Regions from separate parts of the Mus musculus genome. Here all the other regions are linked to region 1. The links are chromatin contacts, called in public HiChIP or PLAC-seq maps. All regions are on one chromosome and are shown on one strand. Each heading gives the region's core, a stretch centred on a gene start, on an enhancer-like site or on the middle of the called end of the contact. The rest is flanking DNA. Distances are from core to core; before and after follow the strand shown. Region 1 overlaps Mlph (melanophilin). Region 2 holds the start of Ilkap (integrin-linked kinase-associated serine/threonine phosphatase 2C). Region 3 has its middle 15 kb from the start of Gm35242.

Evidence for each region. HiChIP or PLAC-seq counts read pairs in DNA pulled down with a chosen protein or histone mark.
Region 2: a FOXA1 HiChIP or PLAC-seq map of pancreatic cancer cells shows a contact between it and region 1. The contact joins the promoter of Ilkap here to the enhancer-like site in region 1. A contact is called at or near these places in 3 of 39 promoter capture datasets (the 3T3-L1 cell line, the HPC-7 cell line and hippocampal neurons), 4 of 115 datasets of contacts at active chromatin or transcription factors (embryonic basal ganglia, pancreatic cancer cells and stem cell-derived neural progenitor cells) and 1 of 9 other capture datasets (embryonic stem cells).
Region 3: a contact with region 1 is called in a FOXA1 HiChIP or PLAC-seq map of pancreatic cancer cells. The contact joins two enhancer-like sites. A contact is called at or near these places in 1 of 15 datasets of contacts at CTCF or cohesin (the NIH/3T3 cell line), 8 of 484 Hi-C or Micro-C datasets (the HL-1 cell line, the NIH/3T3 cell line, cerebral cortex and 4 more), 7 of 115 datasets of contacts at active chromatin or transcription factors (craniofacial prominence, embryonic basal ganglia, embryonic limb bud and 4 more) and 2 of 9 other capture datasets (adipose tissue and liver).

What each region holds. Positions count from the first base shown.
Region 1 is chr1:90,935,223-90,938,839 of GRCm38.p6, reverse strand. Mlph (melanophilin) reads right to left here. Exons shown (of 16, transcript NM_053015.3): 8 at 3,388-3,527; 9 at 1,103-1,186. Among named protein-coding and RNA genes, the nearest start is that of Prlh, 16 kb to the left of the region's middle. Within about 2 kb of position 1,634, at least 7 of the 459 cell types and tissues checked have an H3K27ac peak or open chromatin away from gene starts, as enhancers often do. A contact at or near this core is called in pancreatic cancer cells, where this site is marked.
Region 2 is chr1:91,396,884-91,400,500 of GRCm38.p6, reverse strand. It overlaps Ilkap (integrin-linked kinase-associated serine/threonine phosphatase 2C), which reads left to right and starts at 1,678. Exons shown (of 12, transcript NM_023343.3): 1 at 1,678-1,850. The coding sequence starts at 1,796.
Region 3 is chr1:90,632,085-90,635,701 of GRCm38.p6, reverse strand. No RefSeq gene overlaps it. Among named protein-coding and RNA genes, the nearest start is that of Gm35242, 15 kb to the left of the region's middle. Within about 2 kb of position 1,846, at least 38 of the 459 cell types and tissues checked have an H3K27ac peak or open chromatin away from gene starts, as enhancers often do. A contact at or near this core is called in pancreatic cancer cells, where this site is marked.

The DNA.
Region 1 (3,617 bases), core at 385-2,884:
TCCCTCCCCCACTGAGCCCACAACCCCTTCCGTTTGTGTCCAAACTCTGGTCCTATGTTTGCATCCCTTGGCGTTTGGCTGGGGCTCAGGGGGCTGAGGACAAGGGTCTCTGGTTCTCTGAATTCTCCCTTTGTGAGACTGAGGTGAGCCACAGCAGTGTTATCTCAGCTCTACCTAGAAATTCTGTGTTCCCATGGGGCTTTGGTGTCTGTCCTGGACTCACATAGCAACAAGGACCCTCCTATCCTCAAGTTATTGTGAGTCTGGGGACAAGGTTGAGGTGTCACATTGTATCCTCATGTCACTTTTGCAACGGGGACTAACCCCTCACAGGCCAGCGGCAAGTTGCAGAACTTTGCTGACAGAGGATAGAGAAGGCTGCAGCATGTGGTGACTCAGTGGTACCTCGGTCGGTCCGTGGCCAGTCTTCTTAAGTTCAGATCAAGGGTGGCAGACTGCGTGGGAACCCATCTCTTTGCCTTAGATGAGGTTTTTGAAGGACCCAGAATAGCTATTTGCTTTGGTCAGGGTGGGGGGAGTCCAAGAAAGCCCACATACATATTTCAGGTGGGCTTTGGACATGAGACAGCTGCCATTTCTTGGATGCCTGAAGCCACTCTCCAACATGATGTACTTAGGCCACAGAACCTGTAAGTGGCGTTATGACTTGAAATGAAGTTGGATCATGGAGGGCTGGAAAGGAACTACCGAGAACGATGTGACCACTAGCGACTGGCTGCTGCTCATCTGTCCTGGGCTATGCTTAACTTAGGGATGGGGAAGAGGAGTGACAGTCAGGAATTTCTTCAGTGAGGAAGTGCAGGCTGGGGATGCTGGTCCAGTTTCAGTACCCGTGATGTCTCCACCTGGCTGAGGATTCCTCTCATCTACCCATAAATGACCACATTGTATTACCTTGTTATTGTGCACGGATGGCTTTATGCGGATGGCCTATGCAGGAGACCTCACCTGCCCATCCTTGGAGCACTGTGCACTAACCATCTGCAAGATCTCTGAGACTCTTCTCTTGAAGCCATACTTGGGACTTCAGCCTCCCTTAATGGAAGGCTGTGGCCTCATCTCACTTAGCCCAGGGGATTACCTGGGCTGAGGGTGGCAGAACCGTATTCTCCAGGTGGACTAGCAGGTGCTCCACAGCTGACATTCGCTTGTTCAACTCCAAGATCTGCGGCAGAGGAAGAAGAGCAGTGGTCTGGTTATAGTGGAGGGTCTCACGGTAACCCCCACCAGCACAGTGTCTTCCTCCTCTGAAGTCCAGCTAAGGCCATTACCTATGACAGAGCCCTGAAGGTTAACTGTAAACAACCTCTTTCTGACACCAAGGGTACTGGAAGCAAGAGGGAAGGTCAGTGGGGGTGGGGTGGGGTGGGGGTGGGGTGGGAAAAACATGTAGGAAAGGTGAGACACACCCAGCCAGACTAAGTGGCAGAAAGCACTGACTGTGGCTGTCACCGGGTGGCTCCAGGTCACTTAATGCACAGGAAGATGTGCATTAAGCAGGACACGGTGACCAAAGTCATTAGGTAGCAGAAGCCCTGGGTCACTTGTGACCCAGAGCACAACTTTCTAATCCTTTGAGTCACCAGACTCTTGAGTCACCCAGTCTATTAGCTCCCAGACAGAGGCAGGAAAATCGATTCCTCTTCGCTAGGCCTCCTCGCAGGCAGCCTCTCTGTCTTACATTATCTCATTTACCGCTTGCCCGGCCTTATGAGAGGGAAATGACACTTACAGGGGCGGGAAGCTGCCATTGTTGGTGGGTAATTACCACAGCACTGAGAACTTGGAGTGAAGGAAGACGGGCACACTGGAAATGTCAACATGGGTGTCTTTGAGCCCTCTGCCTATGCTTGCCCTCTGTGGACAGCCGTGACTTGGGGGTCATACGACCTGGCCCATTTGTTGTAGGTGGTGGTAACACTGATCGATATTCTCAGTAGGTTGCTCAGCATGTGGCTTGGTCTATTCACCCGTGAGGTAGAGGTGGGGGCTCAGAGAGAGGAAAAGCCATTGCCTACCCAGTGCCGATACTGTCATTGTGAGCCCCACATGGAGTGAACAAGAAGGGAAGCCACTAAGGAGGCTGGCTAGCTGGGCCGAAGAGGAAGGCAGAGGCTGGGAGGGACCAGCAAAATAATAGACGGGGCTGTTGGCTTAGGGTTCGGCGTGGCTTTCTGATGAGGCCCTGGCTGCAGCTAGGGAGAAGTGAGGCCCACCAGGCCAGTAAGACACACAAGGAACACAGTCAACTCCAGCATCTGTCTGGTGTCTGGAGCCTGGAGCCTCTGGTACTTTGCAGACAAGTTCACAGCACAAAGGGTCTCCTGAGGGGCCACAGTTTCAAGGAGGGCTGGAGTCCCCCATGTTTCCAAGATGGAGGCAAACTCAGGAGGGAGCTAAGGAACCTCATTTCCCCTGTGGAAAATAAAAGACCTGGGCATGGCAGGGCTACTGTGTCCCTAGACTTGAGAGGCTGAGGCAGGAGGATGGCAAGCTTCAGACCAGACTGAGCTAAACAGAGAGAGCTTGTCTCATACATCCAAGGGCTCAGCTTTCAAAAGCTCACCCTACATGTGTGACTCAGAGGCCCTGGGTGGGATTTTCCCCAGACTCTCCCTTCAGAATTTCTCTATCCATTTCATATGTATGTAAACCATCATGGCAGGTTAATTAAGTCCTGTCTAGGCTCCAAACTCTGGATCCATTCTTTTCCAATACAAGTGTCACCATCCCCTGCAGGAGTCAGCAGAGTGTGACCCAAACCTTGTTTGAACATGGAAATCTCTCTGTCTCTGTCTCTGTCTCTCTTAATTGATTCATTAGTTAATTAGTTAAATTTTTTGGAACTCTCTTTTGTCTTAAAAACAGAGCACATGAGGTTCTTCTCTGGCTAAAACATACAGATTGCATGGCTGTCTCTTGGGGGCTCTGCTTTCAATCTTGGTGAGTGTATAATCAGAATTCACCATCACTCTGTGTATGATCACAGAAGAACCAGGTGGGTGCTATAGTTTTACTTCTTAGAGACAGATTCTGGATATGAAGCCTCAGCCGGCTTTGAACTTGAGCTCCTTCGACCGTCTCTCAGGCCGTCTGATTAGCCATAGGCATGGTTCTTTTCTTTTTCCTCACCACCTCTTAACATTTTGAGGCTCTGCCAGTCTTAACCTTTATGTTATTCAAATTCACTCCAATAAAGCATCCCTATGCTACAGGCTATTTCTTGTCTAAAAGTGCTAAAAGCTTCAGTTTCTTTAAACTGACCTGGAGAGAGAGAGAGAGAGAGAGAGAGAGAGAGAGAGAGAGAGAGAGAGAGAGAGAGAGAGAGTCCATCCACACAGATAGACTTCTCCCAAACCTCCTTACCTGAGTCTCAGGCACAGTCCGGGCCCTCCTCTTGCTATGCTGGGAGGCTGCCCTGGGACCCTGGATACTGTCTTCATCAGAGGTGTCTACATCAGCCAGGTACTGTGAGGGCAGATGTTTGCCCCTGACATCGTCTGTTCCTTTGGAGAAAGACAGGGTTTGAATTGGAGTGAAGCATCAAGAGCTTAGGAACATGTCTGCCCCAGGGAAGCAAAGTTAGCCATAGCCAT
Region 2 (3,617 bases), core at 429-2,928, 460 kb before region 1:
TAAGGAAAAGATTTGTAGGAGAGAAAATGAAATCTGTCAGGGAGTTGAGGTACTGTGATTACCCATAACCCGTTCTTGGCACTTAGTGGAACCCAGAGATCTATTGGTGGTAGGAAAATTAACGAGTCATGTCCAAAGGTGCAGCAGTTCAAGCCTGGTGTGCATGGAGATTATGAAGGGAAAGAGAACAGAAGAGAACTTAGGGTCAGGTCAGAATTCCAATTGCCAGGGGTGGTGACAGAGATTTATATATAGTCCTAGCACTGGGGAGGTAGAGGCATTGTGAGTTCAAGTCCAGCCTGGCCTACTGAGCAAGTTCTTGTCTCCACAAAAGATTTTATTTAGCAGCCAGAAGTTGAGCTGTAAACCAGGTAGAGATGGAGTAATGATTAGAGATGTCCATACATATGAGGGAAAGACAGGCCACATGGCAAACACTGCCAGAATTCATGTGGAATGGTGGCCGACGAGTCTATTTGCAGGAGTGGGAAATCAAGTTTAGTGTGGTGATTTGAATATGCTTGGCCCTCAGAGTGGCACTATTAGGAGGTGTGGCCTTGTTGGAAGAGGTGTGATCTAATTGGTGGAAGTGTGTCACTTTAGGGGTGGGCTTCAAGACCCTCCTCCTACCTGCCTGAGGAAAGTCTGCTCCTGGCTTCCTTTGGATGAAAATGTAGAACTCTCAGGTCCTCCAACGCCGTGCCTACTTGAATGCTGCCATGCTTCCTGCCATGATGATAAAGGACTGTATCTCTAAACCTGTAAGCTAGCCCCAATTGTTGTCTTTTATAAGAGTTTCCTAGGTCATGGAGTCTGTTCACAGCAATGGAAACCCTAAGACACTTAGCAAGAGCTGCTTTAAAAACATAGTGATATCAAGTTGGGATGGGCTGAGAAGTGTATGAGATATATGGACAAAAGACAAAGTGCTGTTATTTCAAAATCCTACATCTGTCAAGGAAGAGACAGTTCTGTCTGAGTGCAGTAAAAACTTCAAACAGTGGCTTGGAGGTCAGCTGGGTGGATCCACCTATTGCAGCTAGAGAATATCTGGTCTACATTTGCAAGGAAGCAATGACTTGTTACCTACTGCACCAAGAAGTCCACACAACACTGGCAAAAAAACCAAAAACAACAACAAACAAAAAAAACAGGTAAGGTGGTGTTGGAAAGGGCTGGTAGGATTGGGGTGTGTAGTCAATAAATTTGGGTACCTTTAAGGAAGTGAAGTCTTTGTGGATTGTATGGTAGGAAGAGGAATTAATTCCATGAGTGGCTCTTTTCTGAGACCAGGGAAAATACACAACACAACTTTGTAATTGGTAAAGCGTCATAAATTTGGTGGCTGAGATGAGGGATGTTTGTCACTTTTGTGGCTTGGCCAGTGATGGTGTTTTTTTCTGGTCTCTATCCCAGTGGGACAGCTGAGACCCCGCTGGGCGCCATCCTGCTCCCGGGCGGTCAGAAGGTGCTTTGCCTGCTCGGTCACACAGGGAACAGTGGACAGGTGCAGACCCGCCTCTCCGGCCAAAAGCCTGTCTGGATGTCAGGCTCGGCGCCACTCCTCCCTTCTTTCCGGGGAAACGCCATAACAATTTATCACGGGACCTAATGCCCAGGCCAAGAGCGCCCGTGCGCTTGCGCAGCCCACCCCCGCCCCGCCCCCGCGCGTAGCACTCTGGGGCGGCGGCTGGGCGGCGCGCGATTGGCAGGGTCTCCCGCGGTGAGTGACGGCGCCGCCGCCGCCGCCGCCGCCCAGGGTAGCGCGGAGCCTCCGCTCCACTGCCCCGCCGCCATGGACCTCTTCGGGGACCTGCCGGAGCCCGAGCGCGCGCCGCGGCCATCTGCCGGTAAGCGGCGCGGGGGAAAAGGGCGGCGCCGGGATGCGCTGCCTCCGCCATCTTCGCGCCACCGCCGCCTCAGTCTCGGCCTGTGGCTCCCGAGGCCGCAGCGACCGCGCGGTCCCTGTCCAGGCCTCGCGTGGCACACGCACGAAGTCCCGCGCCGAAGGGTCGGGGCACTCTGGCTTTAATTTGGCTACAGCAAGACTCCCAGCGGAATGTCCTGGTCCCGGGCCTGTTTGCGTCCTGGAAACCCCGAGAACTTAACAAGTTTCCGACTTCCAGCCCCTTGGTGCGGGGCGCCTGCACAGCCAATGCAGGGCGCTACGGCTAGATAACCGAGGCCGGGGATGGGGGGTGGCGTCTGCAGCCCACGTTTTGGGAAGGTCTTTGGCACGGAATAGGAAGGTGAAGAGGACCCAGCCTTTGCCTTCAGAGAGTTCAGTTCTGATCGCAGAGGCATAGGTTAAAAACCGTGGGAAACGCCAAGCGTCCGGAGTAACGGTACCCGAAGACTAGTGAGAAAGACCTGGGAAGGAGGCGGCCTTTAGCGAGGGCTTCGGCTGATGGTTTCCAGAGATTCTAGGCAAGGAAACAATGTTCAAAAGTGGGAGGGCTCAGATCTCCAGCTTGGCAGAGCGGGACGGGCTAGCATGGAAGAATGCTGGAGCTTGGGGTTATGAGAAGGTATTGACCTGTCCTCTTCACACCTGTGCTTTGGTTTTTAACCTGCGCACCTCCAGACTCCTGAGATGCTTTGTAGTGTCCTCTTTTTGCAGTTGTTCCTGGTAGTGGCACCGTTACGTACCCCCACCAACCACTCTGATGGTACAGAAGCTTCTAAGTAACTAGGCCTTGAGACTGAGTTTGATTCAGCCATGCTTTTTGAAGATAACCACCGTTACAGTTGTGAGTAAAGCTGGCCTCATACAGGCAGCCTTGCATCTGTCACTGGAGTATAACCTGTGTCTGAATGTGCTCGGACCAGAGTTTGGATTGCCAGATGTGCCTAGAAATCTGTCATCATTAGTAGTCCCTATTGCTTTTTATCCAAAGTTATTTTGGGTCTTCTCCGTGGTCAAGGCTCTCTTGACATGACCTAAAACCTTAAACTCAACTTGGGACTTAGCAGATACATGCGTTCCCCATGCCCCTTCCCTCCCTCCCTCTCTCCCCCTCTCCCCCCCAAACATATTGAGTAATCTGAAATAAACTCACTCCTATCCACTACAGGGGGTGGGGGAGACACAAAAACACATTCCAAGAATAATTATGTGTTTTGAAGAAACTGAGGTCACAAGACTCTTGTCTTGTTTTCTCACAGGCACTTAGAATTCTCCTCACAGGACTCCATTCTCAGACCATGTTCCGACACCATACTTTGCTTTAGTAAATGGTGTTGGTTGTTATGTAGTCATAAGAATAAGACTAAATTGCATACTGACCCTGCTCATGCATGGGTAAGTATAACAAATTTTCCAAAATAGTACTGGGAGCAATTAAGAAATAAGTCTAGTCATTTTCACATACTATAGGAAGATGTGTGGACAATGGAAACTGCTGTGTCTTCAGATCAAGCTTTGCACTGCCTTTGACCTTCAGGAACCGCTGGCAAATGTGTGTAATAAGTGATGCCTCCTGCAGATACTATGTGGAATAAAGAGAACCTGTGCGTTTGGTAGAATGCATGGCCCAGGTTCGATTCTATGGTCAGGGATTTGTAGATGATGGCTGGTGACATCCCTAGGATCTGCACTGTAACCACAACATAAAGGG
Region 3 (3,617 bases), core at 597-3,096, 300 kb after region 1:
AGAAGAAATGGCTGAGTAACAATCAGGGTCCCACCAGGGAGCAGAAGGAGCCACTCTGACCTGTGACTGAGCTGAGATCCTGTCCCTTCTACTCAGCCTCCTTCCCTTCCTTCCAATCATAGGAGAAGGGCAAGCTTGGGCTCCTTGAGTGGGATGCCCTGCTACCACCAGGGACCACTATAAGAGATCCTCTGAAATGAGGCTGCCATTTTTTTTTTAGTCTCCTACAGCTAGTGGACCACAGGCAGACAAGCCTTGCTCTATGGATATTCTGGGCTGGCCATTTCTCTGTGGGAGGCTGCTCCCTTACAGTATAGGTGGTTCATTTGCATAATTGGCCTTATCTCTGCCTGCTTGATGACAGGATCTCCCTGCACCAGTAACTGGGACAGTCCCAATGTCCCCAGATATTACTGACTGTCCCTGGGAGGGCAAAGTCACCCTGGTTATGGAGGACTACTTTAGGTAGAAGGAAGGCTGTGGACAGATGCTCAGCTCTGCTGGAACACCCATGATGGACTCACAGAGTATCTAGGATGCTTTCTTCAGGAGTTGTGCAGGCAGGTGAGGGCCAGGCAGGATATCTCATATTCCTGCTTCCTGTGCCTTCAGATCACCTGCAAGCCCCACCCAGAACTGAAGACAGGGCTTCCTGTGAAATTCACCCAAAATACAGTATGTTTTTCTTAATCTCTTTAAAAATTTTGTGAGACTACTTAGAATTAAGGAGATCAAGAATGCTAGAATCCAACGGAAGTAATGTAGAGTTCTAGCCACGCTGGTTCCAGCTGGAAAAGACCAGCTTTCTGACCTCTGAGTTTGGTGGTCAGGTATGAAAGTGTGGGAACATGGAGCATGGGCTCTTGAGGAGGAGGAAGAAGGAGGAGGAGGAGGAGGAGGAGGAGGAGGAGGAGGAGGAGGAGGAGGAGGATAAAAGGACAGGGTAAGAGAGAGAGAAGGGAGGAAGAGGGAAAGAGTGGAGAGGAGAGAGAAGATGGGGAGAGGGAGGAGGGGAAGGAAGAGGAGGATACACTGCAGTTCAGCACAGACACAGCTAGGCTTCCAGCTCACACCCATGATCTGTCTTGGGCTGTCAGGCTTTCTGTACCTCCCTTAACACATGCTGTGTCCCCACCTCACCACAGAGGACAAGAATGTCAACAAGGAGTGGCCAGTTCCCTCATTGCTGCCTCTGTTCTATTTGTCCTCAGGACCTGGGCAGTGCTGAGCCTTGTGCCCAGCTGAGAGCAGAACTTGAGACTCTTGTAAACATCTCCTGAGGTAACAGAGGACAGCCCAAGTAAACCAGTAGGCGGGGTCCACAGAAGAAGACTCTGTGGAACCTTAGGGCCAGACCCAGGAGGGCGAGGTGGGTGGAGGAGGCAACCAAGGTGGTCTGTGGAACCAGGCCAGTGTGCTAGCTAGGGCTGCAGAAGTGACGTCATCAGGTGTCAATGGAAGGAGCCTGTTTCAGAGCCTCTCCCAGAGCAAGCACTTGAGGGAGGGTAATATAGGGTGAGGGAAACAGGGATTCATGAGTGTCTTCATACAAGTGTGCCTAACACAGGCTGTCTTACACATACACATGTACAGAGAGTCTCATACACACGCACTCTCATGAACATATAATTCTCCCCATTCATTCATATACACATGCACATTGGCTTACACACACACACACACACACACACACACACACACACACTCCGTCAGTCAGACATCTGCTTTGCCTTTACGGAGACCACAGAATACTCATGTCCCTCTGCAGTTTCCCATCTGTGAGAAGTGCCAGCTTCCAGTCACCCCCATGACTCAGGTCTCCAGAAGGAGGTGCCGTGTGGTTTGGCTCAGATCTGCCCAAATGTTGAGGCCACCTCACCCTGCCTTGAGTCACAGGCTCCTTGTTTGTTCAACCTTCAACAGGCTGGCCTTGTTTCAGGTGCTTTCTTGGGCAGCAGAAGACAGGAAGGGAGCAGGGAGCCACCAAAAGCAAAAGCAGAGGAATTCTTGACAGGTAGTGAAGAGGGAGGGTGGGGCCAGGGATACCCAGTGGGGCACCTTGTGCCCTGCCTGTGGACCTCTGCTGCCCTCTGCAGATCAGGGGAGCCCAGGCATCTTGAGTCTGGCTAACCCTTGAGGCCCCCATCGGAGGCCTGGAATACCTGACTGTAGAGGAGGGTGGGTCTCCAGGCTGGGGAGCCATTGCTACTGACAGATTTCGGTAGGATGGGTGTCATGTCCTTTACAGAAAATACGACCACACCAGATCCTCATGCATGAGCACTGCTGAGTAGACCAAGTAGAAAAGCATCACTGGAGATGGTATGGTGTGTGTGTGTGTGTGTGTGTGTAAGACCCCATGCTAATCCATGTGTGGAAACCAGACATTAGCACTGAGGTCGTCTTCTATCACTCTCTGCCTTACTTTTTGAGACTGTGTCTTTCAGTGGCCCTGGACCTCACTGACTGGCTAGATGAGCTGCTGGTGAGACCCCAGCACCCTCCTGTCTCCTTTCTGTCTGTGGAATTACTGGGTGGTCCCTGAGTCTGGCTGAGGCGCATGCTTGCGTGGGGTGTCTTCCTAACCCCGGCTTATAGAAGGCATTTTTAAAGGTAACTTGACACCTGGACAGGTAAATGTCTGGGAGAAAGGGAGATTGCTAGTGATGGTGTGTGTGTGTGTGTGTGTGTGTGTGTGTGTGTGTGTGTGTGTGTGTGTGTGATATCTGAACAGAAGGAAGCAAGTGCATTGGGGATATGTGGACAGAGTAGTCTAAGTACGCAAAGGTGCAGAGAGTGGAGGGCTCATTACATCCTCTGGTCCCAGGAACCCTGGTCTCTGATTTCAGCTTGGGCAGGCTCAGGCCTGTCAAGGAACGGGGATCCCAGCAGCTTCTGGATCAGCCTTTGTCTCCAGGCAGAGGACCAGACCAAGCTCAGACAGAGGACTACTTCTCCTTCATAACAGCAGTGGTAAATAGGAAGGCCAAATGCTGCTGGTTCTTTGAAAATTATCCCCAAACTAACTTTACCACCGTGTAAGTTACTTTTCTCATGACTGTAACCAAACAAGCCCCTCCACTCCACAGAGAGAGACTGAAGGGAGGAGTGGTTTATTCGGCTCACAGTTTAAGATGGGACATGGCTAAGTCACCATGGGAAAGCATAGCAGCAGAATCCTGTGGTGGCCCGTCACACTACAGTCACGTGGATTGTGAGGTGGCCGGTCACACCCCGCTCACATCCAAGGCAGTGCGGCGAATGCAGGGGCTCAGGCCACCTCTTGTTATTCAGTCCCAGGCCCCGCCCCAGAGGATGGTGCTGCCCACATCCACAGTGGGCCTTCCCTCTCAGACCTTTATGGAAACTTCCTCACAGAGCTGTCTAGAGGTGTCTCCTGGATGCCTGATAGTATCAACCGTCCCAGGCCTAAGGAGACGCCGAGAAGATCATTAGCGTTCATCAGTCACCTGAGTTTGTTAATGAATCCCTCTCTTGCTCTAGCGATGATCTGGAGGGTATTTTCAGAAGTACGTTCTAGACAAAGAAAGCCCTGAAGGAATCAGGGGAGGGGAAATGAAAGGAAGAAAGAGATGGCGTATTCCAGAAGAAATGAA